Linked DNA regions of Sus scrofa: region 2 is linked to region 1. A link is a contact called in public HiChIP or PLAC-seq data. All regions are on one chromosome and are shown on one strand. Each heading gives the region's core, a stretch centred on a gene start, on an enhancer-like site or on the middle of the called end of the contact. The rest is flanking DNA. Distances are from core to core; before and after follow the strand shown.

What was found. HiChIP or PLAC-seq counts read pairs in DNA pulled down with a chosen protein or histone mark.
Region 2: a contact with region 1 is called in an H3K27ac HiChIP or PLAC-seq map of alveolar macrophages. The contact joins two enhancer-like sites. A contact is called at or near these places in 1 of 5 promoter capture datasets (fetal liver), 3 of 47 Hi-C or Micro-C datasets (fetal liver, fetal skeletal muscle and fibroblasts) and 2 of 2 datasets of contacts at active chromatin or transcription factors (alveolar macrophages and skeletal muscle).

The regions. Positions count from the first base shown.
Region 1 is chr14:35,991,709-35,995,409 of Sscrofa11.1, reverse strand. The region is part of intron 5 of C14H12orf49 (UPF0454 protein C12orf49 homolog); the gene reads right to left. Among named protein-coding and RNA genes, the nearest start is that of MED13L, 68 kb to the left of the region's middle. Within about 2 kb of position 1,564, at least 38 of the 83 cell types and tissues checked have an H3K27ac peak or open chromatin away from gene starts, as enhancers often do. A contact at or near this core is called in alveolar macrophages, where this site is marked.
Region 2 is chr14:36,073,294-36,076,994 of Sscrofa11.1, reverse strand. The region is part of intron 1 of MED13L (mediator of RNA polymerase II transcription subunit 13-like); the gene reads right to left. Among named protein-coding and RNA genes, the nearest start is that of MED13L, 13 kb to the right of the region's middle. Within about 2 kb of position 1,789, at least 1 of the 83 cell types and tissues checked has an H3K27ac peak or open chromatin away from gene starts, as enhancers often do. A contact at or near this core is called in alveolar macrophages, where this site is marked.

The sequences.
Region 1 (3,701 bases), core at 315-2,814:
GAGCAGCATCTCCGGCAATATCAGAACCAGCACTGCAGCCCTTGATCAGTTAAGCCCTGTGGTATGAGGTCCTCAACACACATTGTCATGATTGTTCCACCTCTCTTCATAGTTAGGGTGGCTCCTGTGTCAGGTTCAGTTCTTTGAGTGTTTAGAGTAGGGGTTTCTGCACAGCTTTTGGGTATAGTAGACAATCAAAGAGATAATTTTCATGCTAAAGTATTTCAGTTGCTGAGCTATTTCAATAGTTTGTGAAGACCATTGGGGTAAATATTTAAAAATCAAGACAGAGCTTCTCAAGTGTAGTCCTCTTCTGGCAGAAAACACTTGGGATACCTGTTTAAATGTCTTTATTTCTGCCTAGACCTGTCAAATCAAAACCTTGGGAGTTGAGAAACAGAGCTCTATCAGATGCCATATTTGTTTTTTTTGTTGTTGTTGTTTTTTTTTTTTTTTTTGTCTTTTTGTCTTTGTTGTTGTTGTTGTTGCTATTTCTTGGGCCGCTCCCACGGCATATGGAGGTTCCCAGGCTAGGGGTCCAATCGGAGCTGTAGCCACCAGCCTACGCCAGAGCCACAGCAACGCGGGATCCGAGCCTCGTCTGCAACCTACACCACAGCTCGCGGCAACGCCGGATCGTTAACCCACTGAGCAAGGGCAGGGACCGAACCCGCAACCTCATGGTTCCTAGTCGGATTCCTTAACCACTGCGCCACGACGGGAACTCCCAGATGCCATATTTGTTGATAGCACAAAGTAAAGGGAAGCTTGTTTGAGATTATTTACACCAGATCCAAATTAAATGATACCTAAGTGAAATGTAACTACATTTTAATATCGAAATCTTCCTACTTTCTTTTCTTTGCCATCAGTAGCTACATACACCCTTCTGCTTCAAATCCTTCTGTTTTCCAAGTCCTCCTTTCAGACAGCTGGGAAAAAAAAGTTACAACAGTCTCGGAAAACTGGGCTTCAGAGAAAGCAGTAAGATTACTCAATTGTTTCCCCTTTGTTAATTTGAGGCTCTTAAATTATGCATGTTGTTGTGCTCACATTTGCATGTTCAATTCACATGCCTGAGCTACCAGTCAGCAAGATAAAATCAGGCATAATAATTTAAATAACCTGTGTCTGATTTCTCCTCACCCAAATTTCGGGGCTGACAGTCCTTGAGACAAAGAATAGATAATTAAATCACTTGGGAAATGCAAGGGAGGTGCTGGTGGAGTCAGGAAAGGAAGGACGGGGTCAAGGAGCCACCTCCTGCTTCCATCCCTTCTGGACTGCCAACACTTTCTCCTTCCACACCCCACTGGATTTCATAACCTCCACGAGGCCCCTTTCCCAGAAAGGACTGACTGTCTTGATTCTGATCCTTGGGCAAGAAAGGCCAGGAGTGGAGTTTGTCCCTCTGCCTGATGTGGGTAACCTTGAATATAAAGAAACCACCACAATACAGATGGTCCTGAAATTTGAACCAATGCAAGGCAATATGCAGATTAGGAACTTGGAGCCACCGGCCCATTGGCTGATTGCTAGCGTGACGTCACAAAGGCCCAGCCCAAACGTGGCCAGAAGTGCTGTGGGCAAGTTTCTGGACTAGTTTGAAAAGGTTTTATTATTATTTCTTGTATGTGTGAGTCCCCTTTTTAAAAAAAGTGAGCTGGTGCTGGTTTTCTGAATTTCCTGTGTTACGGGAAAAAAAAAAGTGCTCATGTACAGCCAGAGCTGAAGGGCTCAGAGCGGAAGAGCATTTTGTTCTCTGTGTGGCGGCTCTGTCCCTTTACTTAGGGTTGACTGGGGTTTTGAACAAAAAATGACATGAGGGAAAGCTGTGAATTCCAAGTAAGCTATGGGGATTTCATGAACCTCTGCAGCTTGGTGGTTTCTGAGAAGCCCCAGCCTGACCCAAACTCTTTGAGCCAGCTAGTGGAAGTCTTTGGCTGTGATCTTGACTCCAAAGCTAAAGAAACAGTCATAAGAGGTTGGGGGACCCCTGACTTTTCCCTACCTCTATTCCAGGTTCAAGGCAAAGAAGGAATCAAGTTCTCTGACTTGTGAGCTTCTGGCAATTGGCCTCTCAATGTGAAGTTTCCAATTTCAATACCTCTGAAGAGCTGAAGTCATTAGAATGGAGAAAGAAAGCTTCTATAGAGATAACAAAATAGATAACGTCAAGCTTCACACGCCCTGAAAGCTTGTCTTTCCCAAACCGCTGCCCTTGAAATGTCTGGTGGCTCCTATTTGGTCTCCTAGGGCCACTGGTAATTTTTCCAGCATCACTCACCACAGGGAATCTCCCCCTTTCCAAATTGGCACAGGTAGAGATGTAATGCAGCTGAAATGTTTTGGGGTGAGAGGGGCAGGAGGAGACATTCTATGTTGTTTGTTTGGTTTGTCCACATACGTTTTTTTTTCTTGGTTGTGCTCACAACATGCCGAAGTTCCTAGGCCAGAGATAGAACCCGTGCTATAGCAGTAACCAAAGCCACAGCAGTGGCAATGCTGGATCCTTAACCTGCTGAGCCACCAGGGAACTCCTGTCCAGATTCTTTTTTTTTTTAGGGCTGCACTCTTGGTATATGGAGGTTCCCAGGCTAGGGGTCAAATTGGAGCTACAGCTGCCATCCTACACCACAGCCACAGCAACACCAGATCCAAGCCGCATCTGTGACCTACACCACAGCTCACAGCAACGCTGGATCCTTAACCCCTAAGTGAGCCCAGGGATTGAACTGGCATCCTTATGGATACTAGTCAGATCTGTTTCCACTGCACCACAAAGGGAACTCCCCAGATACCATTTTATCTCCTGGTAATACCATCCATTTTTTTCCTTTGGGGTATCATCCCACCCTCACAGCCTTACTCTAGATGGAAGAGGATCCCTTGTCCCCAACTCTGGAGGTGGACACGTGTTCCCAGGCCTGGCCAATCTGTGATTCCCATTCTCCTGGCTACACAGTGACTGATCGGGACTGGGCATGTCATGCACATGAGGTCCGGTGATGGTCAATCCTGGGACCATGATAGGAACTCTCTGGGAATAGGGGCTCTCTTTTCTCACTGAGATTGCTAAACTTATAGGAGGCAGCCTTGGAGCTGATGATGACCATTCTTGCTATTAAACAATGAAGTCAAGTGGAGGCCAGCAGCTACAGCTCTGATTCCACCCCTAGCCTGGGAACTTCCACATGCCACTGGTGCGGCCCTAAAAAGCAAAAAACAAAACAAAACAAAACCCAATGAAGTCAAAACAAGAAACAAACAAACAAAGATGAGCTAAAAGAGAGAGACAGATTTCTGATAACGTTTGGGCACCTGGATCCAGCTGTGCCTAAAACTAATTTCCCTGAACATTTTGGTTAATGAAGCCAATATATTTTCATTTCGATATAAGTCAGATTGAGTTGAGTATTTGTTAATGTAGTAAAAAGAGTCCTCATTTATACATCCAACCACAGGGCAAGGCTTATTCTTACTCTCAAGGAGGGGTTTAGGGCTACATTAGTTCCCAGTACTAGGATGGGAACTACATTGGTTCCTTCTACTAGGATGGTAGAGGAGGGAAAGGGTTGCTGTGATGCCATGCAGGTGACAGATAGAGGAGATTGGTTGTTCTGGAGTGGTGCAGCACAGGGACCAAATCAAGGGGGTTGAGGTCAGATAGGGCTGGGCAACTAATATTGCCTCTCTGAGAC
Region 2 (3,701 bases), core at 540-3,039, 81 kb before region 1:
CATCCTCTGCACCTCTTCTAACACTGAATATTAAAGCAGCCCATGAGAAAGTAAAACCCTAAATATATATGAATGCTACTGTGCTAATCTTCACCTGCAGAAGAAGTTACTGAAAGAATACATGTGGGATACTAGATGACTGGGCAGCCTCAAATGAGCAAAGCAACACGCAGTTGGCAAAGGTAAAATACTCTGGTCTCAGAGACCAAACTTTCTATTAAAACTTTAAGAAATTATCTCAACAGAATACTTTATCCCAAGGCTCTTCTTAATGATTACTTCAATCTAGCCAAAACTGAACCTCAGGAATATCTGACATTTGCTAGATACAGGACACAGGGCACAACTTATAACTCTACTCTTTTCCCCTTATAGTAATTTGCCTTGATTCCCAAAAGCAAAAATGCCACCCCCACTGAATGTCCCAATATCTAGTCTTACCAATTAATGGACCACTAAGTCCACCTCCACTGAAACTGTATGAAAACAAGGTACACTATAATGCTAGACTCAGAACCCAGGAAGCAACCATACAAGCAAAACAGGGAACTCTTGGCACAAATGCAGTCCTCCTTATCTGTGGATTCAATTGACCGCAGATCACATAATACTGTAGTGTTTATTTACTGAAATAAATCCATGTATAAGTGGACCCATGCAGTTCAAACCCATTTGTTCAAGGGTCAACTGTATATCCAAAAGTAGAGTTCTTCTTAGGACTTTTGCTCATCATCAATAAGATCCCTATCAGAAGGTAATAAATTTCTGACTTAAGCACAATTTAGAGCCAAAAGCAGAACTAAGAAGAAAAGACAATGACCAAAGAAGTATACCTTTTTTTTTTTTTGACCAAACCCCATGGCATGTGAAATTTCCCAGGCTAGGGACTGAATCCATGCCACAGCAGCAATGGAGCTGCTACAGTGACAATACAGGATCCTTAACCAGCTGCACCAAAAGGGAACTCCCAAAGAAGTATACTTTAAGATTTTCTCAGGAAGTTCCTTGGTGGTCTGGTGATTAGACTCAGCACTTTTACCACCATGGCCTGGGTTCAATCCCTAGTCTGGGAACTTACATCCTGCATGCTGTAGCCAAAAAAACTAAAATAAAGTAAGATTTTCTCAGGTGGCTGGCTAAACTGTTTCTAGAAGAAATTCCAAAAGAAAAGGACCAAAAAATATTACATACAATGGCATCAATATCTGACCTACTTCAAAGGGGCTTACTTTGTTTTGTTTTTGTCTTTTCTAGGGCCACACTGCAGGCTAGTGGTCCAACTGGAGCTGTAGCCACCAGCCTACACCACAGCCACAGCAACTTGGGATCCGAGCCACATCTGCGACCTATACCACAGCTCACAGCAATGCCAGATCCTTAACCCACTGAGCAAGGCCAGGGATCAAACCCCCAACCTCATGGTTCCCAGTCTCATTCGTTAACCACTGAGCCACAGCGGGAACTCCCAGAGGGGCTTACTTTGAATAAAGCTTCTCATTTGGGCAGCTGCATACCAGTTCTGGTATGACTGGCTCAAAATCAGTATTGCATAGCCTAAGGAGGTGACATTTGTCCTACTTAAAACAACCATTAAAGGAAAATAAAAATAAAGATGGTTGATAGTAACAAGCATATCAAGTAATATGCAAATTTAGCTAATTTTTTTTTTCAGGCTCTTTTTTTTTTTTTTTTGGTCTTTTTAGGGCCGCACCCATAGCATATGGAAGTTCCCAGTTTAGAGGTCAAATCAGCTGCAGCTGCCAGCCTACACCACAGCCACAGCAACACCAGATCTGAGTTGGGTCGGCAACCCACACCACAGCTCACCGCAAAGCCAGATCCTTAACCCCCTGAGCGAGGCCAGGGACCAAACCCACATCCTCATGGATACTAGTCAGGTTCATTAGAGCTGAGCCACAACAGGAACTCCCAGGCTCAATATTTTTAATCTTTTAATTTAAAAAGCACTCAAGCTACAACTAAGATTGTTCCCACTTTCTTAACATGTGTATTCTTATATCTTCATATCTTTTATTTCTCAGAGGTGTCTTACTCCTTTCCAGTGCCAACCTCATCACATGGATTCTTGACACCATTTCCAGCCAAACTTGTTTGGGTAATTATCAACTTTTCTTATATCTTTCATCTTTCTTTTTGTCTCTCCACTATTGTTCTTCCCAAGTCTACAAATACAAATGAAGCTCTTGCCTTCTGAAAAACTTCCTTCAATTCGCACCTTTCAATCTCTTAGCCTCCCTACTCTCATATCACTGCTTGCTTCACAATCAACCTTCAACCGAAGAGTGTATCATTCATTCATTCCACAGGCCACTGTAATCCAGATTCTACCCTCAACTGTCAAATGTAATGATTTCAATTAAGCACCAAATTGCCCAAAGAGCAAACTTCCTCAGCTTTCACTCCTCACCTCCCCACATCAAGATCCACCACAACTGTCTTTGAAAAATCATGAATATTCTTTTTAAAAATTTTTACGTCATGGAGTTCCCGTCACAGCTCAGTGGTTAACAAATCCGACTAGGAACTATGAGGTTGCGAGTTCGATCCCTGGCCTCGCTCAGTGGGTTAAGGATCCAGAGTTGCCATGAGCTGTGGTGTAGGTTGCAGACGCAGCTCGGATCTGGCACTGCTGTGGCTCTGGCATAGGCCGGCAGCTGTAGCTCCAATTGGACCCCTAGCCTAGGAACCTCCATACGCTGCGGGTGCAGCTCTAGAAAAGACAAAAAAAAAAAAATTTATGTCAGATAAAGAAAATTATACTGTCTAGTGAAGTAACAGGTAACATATACATTCATAACTTAAATGTCTAGACTTCATTAGAAGTAATTCTGGGCCAAAATCTAATTTGTTTAAAATGCACAAAATTTAGGAGTTCCTGTCTTGGCACAGATGGAAATAAATACGACTAGGAACCATGAGGTTGCCAGTTTGATCCCTGGCCTTGCTCAGTGGGTTAAGGATCTGGCATTGCCATGAGCTGTGGTGTAGGTCACAGACACAGCTCAGATCCTGAGTTGCTGTGGCTGTGATGTAGGCCAGCAGCTGTGGCTCTGATTAGACCCCTAGCCTGGGAACCTCCATATGCCATGCGTGCGGCCCTAAAAAAATAAATAAATAAAGCAAAAAAAAATAAAAAATAAAATGCACAAAATTTAAAGAAGGATAGGTTATATAGTTCAACAATTTCAATTTATCTATGTAAGAGAGCAATCCTAGAAAGGCTTTTAAACATATTATTAAATGTAATACCATTTAACACACTTGTTTTTCCTCAATTCATTTCTCATAATAGTTTCTATATCATCTTGGATTATCTCCCACTTTTAGTTTCATATCCCATCTGCTCATTTAAGATTCGCGTCTGTCCAGTTTCTGAAATATTTGTCACTTTAGTCATTAGCATTTTGCATAATATAGCACTGTTTTTTTAAAGTTCAGTACTGAATTATTTTGGAAAACTGATTATTTTAACATCACCATTTCTTAATCTAAATCAGCCCACCCACACTTCAAATTCTGCACCTAACAAAAAGTGGATTTCAGTAAGTTTTTGCATTGTTTTTTAAAAGGAAACCAAGAACCAAGGTCATAAATTAGAAGTGCTCTCCTATAATACCATTTCAGGAAATATTCTCAAGGACAGACTCAGAGTTGTCAATTAAGCTTACAAAGAATATCCA